2 separate regions of the Mus musculus genome follow, and region 1 is linked to region 2. Evidence: chromatin contacts called from public promoter capture Hi-C data. All regions are on one chromosome and are shown on one strand. The core of a region is the stretch at or near the end of the contact, and the rest is flanking DNA. Distances in the headings are between cores, read along the strand shown. Region 1 overlaps Pcca (propionyl-Coenzyme A carboxylase, alpha polypeptide). Region 2 holds the start of Zic5 (zinc finger protein of the cerebellum 5).

What was found. Promoter capture Hi-C pulls out the DNA fragments that hold promoters and counts their contacts.
Region 1: a contact with region 2 is called in a promoter capture Hi-C map of the C10 cell line, with 2.4 times the contacts expected there. The contact joins the enhancer-like site here to the promoter of Zic5 in region 2. A contact is called at or near these places in 2 of 39 promoter capture datasets (the 3T3-L1 cell line and the C10 cell line), 2 of 484 Hi-C or Micro-C datasets (the HL-1 cell line and the N1E-115 cell line), 1 of 115 datasets of contacts at active chromatin or transcription factors (embryonic stem cells) and 1 of 9 other capture datasets (adipose tissue).

What each region holds. Positions count from the first base shown.
Region 1 is chr14:122,686,436-122,692,585 of GRCm38.p6, forward strand. Pcca (propionyl-Coenzyme A carboxylase, alpha polypeptide) reads left to right here. Exons shown (of 24, transcript NM_144844.2): 15 at 3,664-3,732; 16 at 5,745-5,820. Among named protein-coding and RNA genes, the nearest start is that of Gm46487, 59 kb to the left of the region's middle. Within about 2 kb of position 4,061, at least 21 of the 459 cell types and tissues checked have an H3K27ac peak or open chromatin away from gene starts, as enhancers often do.
Region 2 is chr14:122,464,378-122,470,001 of GRCm38.p6, forward strand. It overlaps Zic5 (zinc finger protein of the cerebellum 5), which reads right to left and starts at 1,281. Exons shown (of 2, transcript NM_022987.3): 1 at 1-1,281. The coding sequence starts at 940.

The sequences.
Region 1 (6,150 bases), core at 2,811-5,310, 220 kb after region 2:
AGAATGGGAAATGACTTTTTGTGTTAAAAATGTAATCTTTTCTTTAAAAAAAAAAAAAAACCCAACAAAAAAACCAAACTAATCCAGCCCTGTGTTATAGTCAGATGTCAAGAAGTTCTAGCACAAAATAAACTCACTAGCAGAATTTTATTAAAGAGTAAAAAGTGCCTCATTTTGTGTGGTATCACCAACTTTGAGGAAACAGTGACTAGCATTCATTTTATTCCATAGTTCATCTGTTCGTTTCCTTTCTAAGCAATTCGATTGCTTCAGAAGAACAAGGGTGGCACCTTCTCTCTTACTCAGGGTATTGAGTGCACATATAGATGACATTATGTTAGCCATGCATGAAAAGGCTGTACCATCTGTGAATAGGATTATTCAGTTTGATGGCTGCTAAGAAGATGGTGAAAGATTACAGGAAGAATTCTGAATTTGAAGATGTTATTGGATATATGATTTATTTCACTTTTAAGCTGATTTTTGCCCATGTGCTTTCTAAAGGGACTTGACCCTTTCTAGGCCTGGAGACTCCATGCTGTGTTCAAAGCCTGGAGGCAGAAAAAATTAGTAAAGACTGAGCAGGCATTCTGTGATGCTAAATAGCACATGAGAGCAAGTGTCATAGGGACATATCTAAACACTTTTTTAATCAAACAAACAAAAAAAAGTCTTAAATAAGAAGCTGTAATGATTACTCTAGTTGCTAGAAGTTTCCACCATGTTGTAATAGCTCACAGGATGTCAAACATTTTGCCCTCTCAAGTTTTTGCAATTTGCAATTTTCAAACGTGAGACCTGTTGAAAGCCCAAGTGATAATGGACAAACTCTACCCCCTACAGTCTTTGTCCCACCAAATCTTTCTTCAATTAATGCTGCAGCAGGAGTTTTATGTAATAACATTTGCAGTTGTGATCCATCCATAGAAAGAAAAAACAATTAAAATGCCTTAAATGTTCTGCTTACTGCTGTTATTTGCGTGTGTGAATGTTGCATGTCAGCTAAATGGACCAAGGAATAGATAAAGGGATTGGGGGCAGGAGAGTGTGCACTAAGCTTTGTCTATCATTATTGCTGGGAGCAATCAAATTGATGTCAGCAGGACAGTAGACGCGTTGACAGCTGTAATTATGTATCTCCATGGTGATCACTTTTGGCCTGTCATGGAGGCCCACAAGTCCCCTCCCTTCAACACATTTAATCATATTGGGCTGTCACTTGTCAGGTAGACACGGCGGGCTGGGAGCTGTGCCGAGGGGAGAGGTGAATTGATAATGAAGGCTGGGAGCCGCCTTATAGTTTCTAGGGTCCACTTTTTGGCTGACAAAGGCAATTTTAATTGTTCTGGAGGTATGTGGAGGCTGACTTGAGCACCTCACACTTGGGATGCATGAGTGTTTTCAGTGTGGTCCTCTTTCTCCCTCACTATATTAAAGCTAGATGTGTCATTTTCACAGGGAAGCCAGCTTTGGATCTTGGGTTTTTTTGGTCACAAGAAAGAGCAAATATTTCAGAGTTAACTTTTGATTCACACCTTTCACGCACATCATTAAGGCTGAAACATGCTTGTAGGGCAGAGATGAGGCTGTTCCTTGTAGTCTTTGATCTTCCAAGTTTGTGAATTTATTTTCAGATCACACTGGTGTGTTATGCTTAGAGTTCCATTTGCCTTCATTCTTGAAATGGCCAGTGGCGTTATGTAGGCTTTGTATGCATGGAGGAATGGGCAATTGAATTTGTTTTTTAATTGATTGTTACTAGTAAGATATATAGTTGGCTATTACTTAGAAAAATGTATGTAAACTGGGAGTTAAAACTTGTTTTTTTTTTTTCTCTATACAGTTTCTTTGGGAATGTTGATCTGCCTATGTGTGCTCATTGTATATGATATGTTTTGATTTGACCCCATGTGTTCAAGGTGACACATTTTTGTCATTAATTTAACAAACAAAAAAGAGAGTCAGACCTAGCAACTGCTCATAGTTTAGTTAGCATTTAGGATAGTATTCTTTAAGACGATGAGAGCTGTCTTATGAACTGTGGGTTGGATATCAACTATGCTGAAAGCCAGGGCTTCAGATCTGCCGCAGTCCTAGCGATAAACAGGCTCTGGCAATGCGCTGTGGGTATAAAGCTGACTCTGTGGTCAGAGTAGTTCTAGCTTATTGGCACCAGAACTGAGAAGACAGTGTCTTTTTTTCTTAACCAAGTAATCAGCAGCCAAGTTACCAGCAGCCATGTATATGTGAGAGAGGATACAGTGTCACTTTTCTGTGTTCATGGCTGCCTGCAAATTCTTTTCCTTTTTTAAGGTTTTATTTTATTTTTTTATGAACACCAAATTTTATAGAATTTATGCCCAGAAGACTGTGTTTAGTAAAGAAAGGTCGCTCACATCTTTTATGAATGTGGAGTGGCTTTCACTTTAAGACCTTCATGTAGGAACTCGGGGCACATGGGCCCAAGTTGTTGCTTGTGCTGCACATACAGAAATAGATGCTTCCCGGGGTTATTGCAAGCTTCCCCTTAAAACCGTATGAAGGGGAGAGCGGTGTGGTTTTCACTTATTTTCTGATGTCATGTAATAAAGCCATCACCCATTCTCACGTGGATATTCTAGACAAGAGGTTTTACACGTGGTCCCTTGACAATTGCCTAAATTAAAACATTAAAGGCCTCGCAGCCGCTGTGTTGACCTTTTCTGCCTTGCCACAAACAGATGAGCTGCTGCTTATTGGGAAGCCTCCTTCACGAAGGTGTCAGGACCCCGCGCTTCCTTCCCCTCTTCTATCCCACCCCTGAAATGCTGAGCATCGTCCTGCTGCTCTAGAACCTTCCATTAAATTCCTCCATCCTCAATCCCGAAGATAAGCCTGCCAGTCTTAAATATTTTGACTAGCTTCTAAATACTTCAGATTCCAAAACGTAGTCACAATAATTTAATAAGTGCTCTGTCCTTGGCAGATGCTCATTCGAAGTTTTACATGGCTAACCTCTGTGCTGTACTTTGGGTATCAAGCTGGGAGAGGAAAACAAGAGTCAGTGATGCACTAACTAACTCGTTGGCAGGTTAACAGCAACCAGCGGCTTCAAAAGATGTTTTGAACCTGTGCCGGTTCTGCCCAAGATGGAAAAAAGCGCAGAATCCGAACTCTTAATTGGAGCTTGCATCCTCACAGGGCAGAGCCGCGGGGAAAGCTGTGTAAACACGAAGGCCTCTCGGGGCTAACAGTAACAGAAAACAGTGCTCACAGCTGAAGGTCTGGGGAAAATGGCAAAGTGTTGCAGACACAAAAGCCTGTCCCGTTTGTGTGGCTCAGAGGCCATGTGAGGAGGAGGTCTGGGCAGGGCCAACCCAGGGCTCTGAAGGGGCAGGGGCAGGCTGCAGCCAGTTGCAGGTGTGCCCTAGGGTAGGGGTGTATGAAGCCTTCCTCTTCCCAGTTTCTTTTTTTGAGTGAAAGAGCAAAAATTATAAGCTGTACTGCATATTAGAGATCAAAGATCAGCCTCACATTATGTTTCTGGGTTTTCTGTTTTCCAGAGGCAAGGGTGTTGAGACTGAAACTTTACTATCCATTTTCTCCATGAAAAAACAGCTTGTGGTTAAATAAAACAAATCTTCCCAATGTGAAGTTATGCACCTTTTCTTTACTTCTTCCCAGGTCCGAGTTGACAGTGGCATCCAACCAGGAAGTGACATCAGCATCTATTATGATCCTATGATTTCAAAGGTTAGTTCCATTTGTAGAACAGTACGCATATTCAATTAATGAATTCAAAATTGAGCCTCGCTCCCTCCCTTCCTCTTTCCCTCCCTTCCTCTTTCCCTCTCTCCCTCCCTCTTTCCCTTCGTCCCTCTTTCCCTTCCTTCCCTCCCTCCCTCCCTGACTTCCTTCCTTCCTGACTTCCTTCCTTTAATTCACTACATCCTGATCACAGCCCTTTTCTTAACAATGAACTCTAATTAAACAAACCAGTGAGCAGTACGTGTGTCAGGTGCTGTGGAGAAACTGGTCCTGTATTGGTTAAGAGTACTTTTGCTCTTTGAAGGTTTTCCAATCTACAACTTGAGTGGATTTGACTTTTGTTGTTTACACTATGGCTGGAGCCTAGAGCCGGGTGTATCTCAGGCAGGCACCATACCACTGAGCCACCACTCAACCCAGCTAACTTTTATAGAAAAGTACAATAGGATTTGGCCCATGTGTCTTTTTAAACTTTGCAGATTAAAGTTGAAAATCACGAGTCTCTAAAATACTAAGATCTCATAAATAGTAAAATGTTGCAATTTGAAAATGCTTTGTCTCTGAAATAGTAGCTTTGCCTCAAAGACCGATTAACTTCAAGTTTTCTTTTAGTTTTGTGCTGGAGATGAAACAGGAATCCTGCAAGTTTGTGCAAGGTTCTGCTGTGGCCCACGTTTCTAGTGCCCTGAGTGCTCTCTTATGTAGCTATAGCTGCCGAAACAAGCCATTTTAATCTTTGTAGTTTTCTTTTTTCACTGTTTTTAACCATTAATATTTTTTAAATAAACCTTAGATGTTTTGCTTATTACAGAAACACATATAAAAGTAGAAATACATAAAATATTACAAATTGATTTTCAAATGAACTGTTTCTTTTTTAGATGAATGTATGTTTGTCTAGAAAAATGGCCTATAAATTTTCTAGCTGGCTCATATGTGTAAAGTTTATTTAATTTTTTTTTTTTGAGATGCTGTCTCACTATGTAGTTGGTAGACCTGGAACTTGCTTTGTAGACCAGGCTGGTCTCAGATTCACAGATATCTGTTTCCTTCTACCTCCCAAGTGCTAGCTTTAAAGGTGTGTACCACCATGTGGCAAATTGGTTTTATAAGAACTTGTAAATTTACTAGAATTACAACCTACTACTTAATAATATGCATCAGAAAAACCTTTAATGTATATTGTCAATGTCTTTTGAATTCATAGAGACTACATATAACAGGAAACTACAGACAAAGTCTTCTTTTTTTTTAACCAGCACCTTTAGTTTTTGTGTTATGTTCTGGTTGACCCAGTAATTTTTAAGGACAGTCTAACTTATTCTTTCACTTTCTTACTGGCTCTTTTGCAACTTAGAAAAGTTTTAGCTGTTTAGGAGATCAAACTTGGAAGCAGAGAAAACCAGGGAAATTAGCAACTTTGTCCTTAGACCCCACACTGTGCCATATGCTGACATGCTGTACCATACATGGGTTTTCTGTGCTACGTGCTAGAATACTGTTACATGCTGGTGTGCTGTGTCATGTGCTGGTGTGCTGTGTCATGTGCTGGTGTGCTGTGTCATGTGCTGATGTGCTGTGTCATGTGCTGGTGTGCTGTGTCATGTGCTGATGTGCTGTGTCATGTGCTGGTGTGCTGTGCCATGTGTTGGCATGCTGTGGCAGTTCCTCAGGCTCTGCTGTCTACTCTCCTTAATCTTTCTGCTGTGCTTGTTTACACAACATGTTTGTTTGTTATCAAGTGAAGAACTTGTTTGATTTGTTCTCAAGTGTTTCTCTACTGTGACAATGACATGTATGAGGAATGTCTGAGATCGGTTGGTTCTCACTTGTTTATTCAAAGGAATCTTACTTGACTTATTTTATATTAAAAAATTGGACCACTATGAAAATCAAAAAGACACATTGGGGAATGTGATAGGAAGTATTAAACTTACTAGGCCTGGTTACTCGGGTATGTGGCTAGCTTACAGACCATTCTGTTTGTTTGCTTGTAGCTAGTCACATATGGGTCTGACAGAGCAGAAGCCCTGAAGAGGATGGAAGACGCACTGGACAATTATGTGATCCGGGGTAAGACTGCACACTTGCCTTTTTGTTGCTGTGTATGTTGTCCAGGTCTAGAGAGCAGCTTGAAGGCTTTGTTGTTAAGGAACTTCACAAAAGAGTTGCTTACCATGATTAAAGAAAAATGAGAAAATGTGTGACTAGATTAAACACTGGGCACAGGTGTTTAACCCTCTACAGACTGACCCATGGCATCTTGCAATTCTGCAATATACATGATATGAGGGACTATGAAGAACCATTGTCCCACACTGGGAAAATGAGTCTGTTATGTCGCTGACTATGAGTTTTGGGGTTGGAAGGTAGCACACTTACAGATGTGTGAAAATGGACCCT
Region 2 (5,624 bases), core at 31-2,530:
CCGCTGCCGCAGCCAGGTTCAGGTTTAAGTTCACGGCTCCGTAGCCGTGCAGGGCGGCGGCCGCGGCGGCCGCCACCGCCCCATAGTGCGCGTCCCCTGAGCGCGGAGCGAAGGGTGGTTCGGCGCGGCCGTAAAGCTCGGCCGCAGCCGCCGCGGCGGCCGCCAGCCCAAGGCGCATCTGGCCGTTTAGCGGGTGGCCACCGGGAGCCCCGGGAGAGTCGTGCAGCGCGGGAAAGAGCGCGGAGCCGCCGCCGTCCCGGCCCGCGTAGGTGCCGCTGGCCGAGATGAACATCCCGGCCGGGTGGGGAGGTGGGGTCGGGTGCTGGGGGGAGCTGCTGCCGGACCGCTGCTCCCCTCCGAGCGGGGCCCCGTGCATGGCCGCCGCGGGGGCCGTGGCGGAAAGGTCCCTCCGGAGGACGAAGTCCCTGCTGTGGCCTTTGCCGCTGCTGCTGCCGCCGCCACTGTTGGTGGCAGTGTAGCCCGAGAGGGCAGGAGGAGGAGGAGGCGGGGGAGGGGGAGAGGAGGACTGGGAGGGAGGAAGAGGAGGGGCTGGAGGCGGGGGCGCCGAGGCCTGCGCGCCACTGCTGCCCCCGCCGTCGGGGTGGGTGCGGGCGCCTGGGTGAGTCCCTGAGGCCACGGAGCGGGCGGCTGGTGCGGGAACCTGGGACAGCCCGGGGAGCCCCTGGGAAGGAGGACAGGGGCCCTGCCCGCTGGCCTGTGCCATGTGCTCGGGTCCGAGCGCAGTGCTGGCTACGCCGGGGTCAGTGCCTAGGTCCCGCGGGTGGAGGTGCATGGCGACCGCGCGGCGTTGGGAGTGGGCGGGCGGGCCGACCAGCACCGGGAAGCCTGTCATATTCTGAAGCTGTTGGGCCTGAGCCGTTGCCAAATCCGCTAATCTCAGCGCTGGCGGGTTCCTCTTGCTCAAAGGGGGCTCCATCATAACTATACAATCAGGCCCATGGACCCTCACTGGGGGGACTTTTTCCCCCTCTGCCCGCCTTCAAAAACATGTATATATTAGGGGCTCTTTAACTTCTTGTGTCCGGGCCTCCTAGCTGCTTATTCTTGTCCCCACTCTATCCTCCAGCGATTGGCAGAGTGAACACCACATTTGAGCTGCACAGTGGGACCGAGTTTTTGGAAATGGCACGGGTGGGATTGGAGGGAGCCGTGTGATTGGCAGCTGCCTCGGCTGCGCGATTGGCTCTGGTTCAGGCTCTGGGCCCAGCGGGAAACCGCCCCCGTGTACCACACCGCCTGTGCTTTCACTTCGTGCCCCCTCTTCCCCTGGAGCTCTGCATCCCGGCTTCCCCTGAGATGCCTAAGTTTCCCTTGCAGAAAGTTTGCACTTGGCCGCCGGGCTCAGTCCCCTTCGAATGCCAGTCTCCGGGTCGACCTGCCTGGCGCAGAGCGTCTGCTAGCTCCGTGCCAAAGTGGACGGGAATGAGAGAGGTCATGGGACCTCCCCACCAGGGGTAAAGCGAGGGGGCAGGGGTTGGGGGGGGGGGTGGTGGAAGAAGATGAAGAACTCACTTGAACTCTTTCTACTTCTTCTCTTGGATAATCTCTGGATGCATCTGCACTGAATGACCATCGCATTTGTAGCGGTGCCAAAAACTTATCAAATGGACTCTGTCTGTCCCTGGGCCCACGTGGAGTGCAGACTGTAGGTGTAATAAGGACAATTATTAAACTATATTGGTCACAAAACAATTTGATGGAGCGCGGCAAACTACCAAAGTCAAAATAATATATAATAAATCTTTCCCCAAAGGAACAGTCTTGCTTAGACTTTTTAGCTCATGGATTCGACATGGTTCAGAGGACCTAACCTCACACTACGAGTGGGTTCTAGATCTGCTACTCCCAATTAGAGCTCACGGAGGAGGAGGTGGGCGGGGTGGGGTGCGGTTCGAACTTTTGCCTCTCAGAGAGATACAGTGTCAGGGAAGGCCCAATGGCTACTCTCCTAAGTGTAAGCCTTTAAATAGGAGATGTCTTTTTAAGCAAAATTCCTCCTTGCCCAGAACGCATGCCACATATGTGCCTCGGTTTCTCTGAAAGGACCACAAGCTAGAATAGACCAAATACAATAGTTAAAAAATAAGTATCTAGTCTTTATTTATTAATAAAATAAACTTCCTCCTTAAACTGAAATGCCATGCTTGAAAATCATTTAAAAACTAGGATCCTATGGCCCAGGTTTTTGAATGCTGTCCCTGAGACCTCATTGATTCGGAATTTCAATCTCCCAAAGTGTCCTCTGTTGTTTAAAAATAAAATATTCTTAATCTTGTGATGTTCTAAAATGCTCAAATTCGAGCAAAAATATTTTTGCTACCTTCAATTAAATTATAAAGTAGCAATAGGAGTCGGATGTGACCCCATACACATCTGGAGGTGGAGTATGGGGTGAGTGGAAGGGGGGGGACAGGAACGCAAGATACCATACTTAAGCTTAATTCATTTGCAGTACGAAAGATCAACCACCCCCAAAGCTGTCATCAGATCATAGTCCTCAAAAGAAATAAGTATTATTTCAAAAGAGTTGATTTGCGAGTGCCATTGACATCGGTGTGAGCCATCTGCAGAAAGTAGTCTCCCTATGAACCTTGGGAATGCCATTTCTCTTATAAAGCTGACAAGCAAACAAAGACAATCATGCCATCACATTCCAAATGCCTTTTTCTTTTATTGTAAGTGAAGTTAAAATCTAGGGAAAATGCAAAGGGCATAAGTAGAAAGACACACACACACACACACACACACACACACACACACACACGCAGTGTCAGTGATCAAATCCACATCTATATTTGGGAAGGAGAATTCTTTGATGATAACTTGTTTGGGAGATTTAAACATCTCGAGCCAGACATAGGAAGGTTGGTGGAGCACAGTACCATCTGCATAGATAGTATATAAAGGGAGTGTCATGTTGGGAATTACTACCACTGTCTTCGTTTCCTTGAAGGACATTTCAAATGATTTTCCTTTATTCCAACCTCTTGGCAATGAACATCCATGTCAGCAGTAATGGCAGTTCTGAGTTCACTCCTGCAGGTTATCAGCAAAAACAAAACAAACCCAAAAAGTGAATAAAGAAAATAAGTGCAACCTAGTTTATAATATAGACCATTTGAGCAATTTTATTGTGCAATAAAATGGGTACCTTCAGCCCCTTCAAAATAGCTTTTTGTCAAAATTATAACTGCTTTGTTTTATTGAATTGCTGAAATGTAATGGCTTAATGGGTGGAGGCATGAAGGAAAGGCTGTAAAAAATGTGAATAATGCTACAGCAGGGCTGTGTGGAATCTGGAACCCGCCTCCTTGTACAACTCTTGTTAAACACAGCATGATATGTATCTGTCATCGATTTAATATGTCTTAATTCAAATATAGCTCCCTAATCAATTTCTTTTTATGGGAGCCTTAAAAAGAAAGAAAAGAAAGAAAGAAATTACTTTCTTAGAAAATAACAGAGATTTGGGTGGGTGACTAGAAAGGGAATATTTACAAAGTGAGTTGAATGAATATTCAAATTCATGACCAAACCCAGACCCTAAAAAGATAATTGACTCAGGTAAATCGACTTGAGATGCTAATTCTTAAAAGAAAGGGCTGGGGAGCAAAATTTCAATCACCACCAATAAGGCGCCAATAAACCGCCTGCCAATTAAACCTGAGAATAGGCCTAGCTACTTGGTCATCAGGAAGGCTCACTGTGGATTTCCGGAATTGCCTTGCTTTATAAAAGGGCTTTTTATTTTGTAGACGCCCTTTTTGTTATTGTGATGACCTGCCTGACCCCAGGTGCGCTGTTTCTTTTTCCAGCTGTTTGGGAGCCAGCCGAAACGCACTTAAATCCCGACTTTCTAAGGACACGATAACTGTCTTAGACACTTCCTAAAAAAACAACAATTTCCAGAGCGTTGAAGTGAATAATGTACTGGTTTCCAAAGCAGGGAGTGATAGATGTATTCATGCAAATTCTGTCCTTTTCTGTGGAACTAGCCTATTCTGATGGTGGAACTGGTCTTTAGGACCACTTTCCCAAACCTGTGCCCTAATCTGCACTTTGTGCTGTAGAGGCCCTTGTATGAAGGCAGAGCAAACCTTGGAAATATCGGTGCTGGAGGCAACAAGAGCTTTGGGGCCCGTGGATTTACAGACCTCACGTTTGCTCTAGGAACCCCAACATCTTTTCAGCTCCCCAAACAAAGACGCGGGGAGGTGGAAGGCACAGACAATCCCCAGTTGGCTAGAACCCGATAGCCACGCTGCTGCTTAGCTTCCTAAAGGCCACAGAACTTGGTGCTCGGGGATTCTGAGGCTGGCTTCCCGCTGTCGGGAGGGAGGGCTGTGTCTCCCAGTTCCAGGTGCTGTCCGTGCCTCACTTAACACAGTCAAGTTTCCTACGATGGGTGTGGGCAATTAATAAGCTCTAAGGGAAGTGAATTGGACATTTCCTGGCTTTTGAGCCTTTGTTTGATTGTTTCTCCAAGAGGGCGGGCGGTGGGGGGGGGGGAGACATTTGGGGGACGGGGGTGAACAAGAAAGGAACTGGGGAGACCCACCGAGATGCCTTTTTTATTGCCCTTGCAATTGCTTTACAACTCGCCAGTCCCGCGTGGTTTCTGAGAAGCGGCCTCCTTGCGGAAGGGCTAAGTGCCGGTTGGATTTGTAAAGTCTAAGGCCCTTCAGGTTAAGCCCGAGACGGGTTCAAGGGCGAACGGGGCACACATGGAGGACAGTAGAAACTGGGCGGGAGTGCCCAGGGGTGCTTAAGCCACGCAGGGTGGAAATTGCTGTGAGACACTAGGGATGGTAGTGATAGTCCACCAAGATTTTTCTACAAGCTGGAGCCAGCAAGGCAAACGGACCAGCAAATCTTCGTTTTAGCGGAGCTCTGTCCAGGCAGGAAGAGATGACGACTGTGGGTTCCAGGGATTTTACTACATCACATCCAAGACAGGAAGGTCTGGATGGAGTCAGCAAAGTCTAAAGTCAACTCTTCTGGACACGCTCGCCCCATCCTTTTCCGACAGGGGCCAGATTCTTCACTCTGGCGTCCTCGCGACTGAGATTAATCTGGCACGGGGGCTACGATTGGGCTCAGAGACCTTGGTGCTCAAAATCATCCAGTGGCAACTTGCAGACCTCTGAGCATTTCTCTGAGGATTGCCTCTTTCCCATTCCTCCTGAACTCAGAAACATCAGGGTCTACGGACTCGTGTGGTGCAAGGGGTAGCTAAAAATGTACTTTATGCTAAGGTTTATGATCCCTGTCACACATTCAAGGGTATGATAAGGCTGGGGAGACGAACGTTCCTGAGACCAAAATGCTGGGTTGGGGGTGGAGTGGTGTGTGTGTGTCTTGTTCAAATCCTTTAGATAGTAAAGAACTGGCCCAATCCTATAGCCACTTGACGTTTGCATTGAAAAGCTGTTGGGGGGGGGGGGAGCTTACTTTTACAGTACCAAAGATAAGTTGTGTAAAATATGCCTGTGATCAAATATTCCCATTTGGTTCAAAATTATTTTTACAATTAAAGATAGAGGTTGTTTGAGAAAACCTTTGACCTTCATTTGACCATTCTGATTGGGAATTTCTTGAGAAAC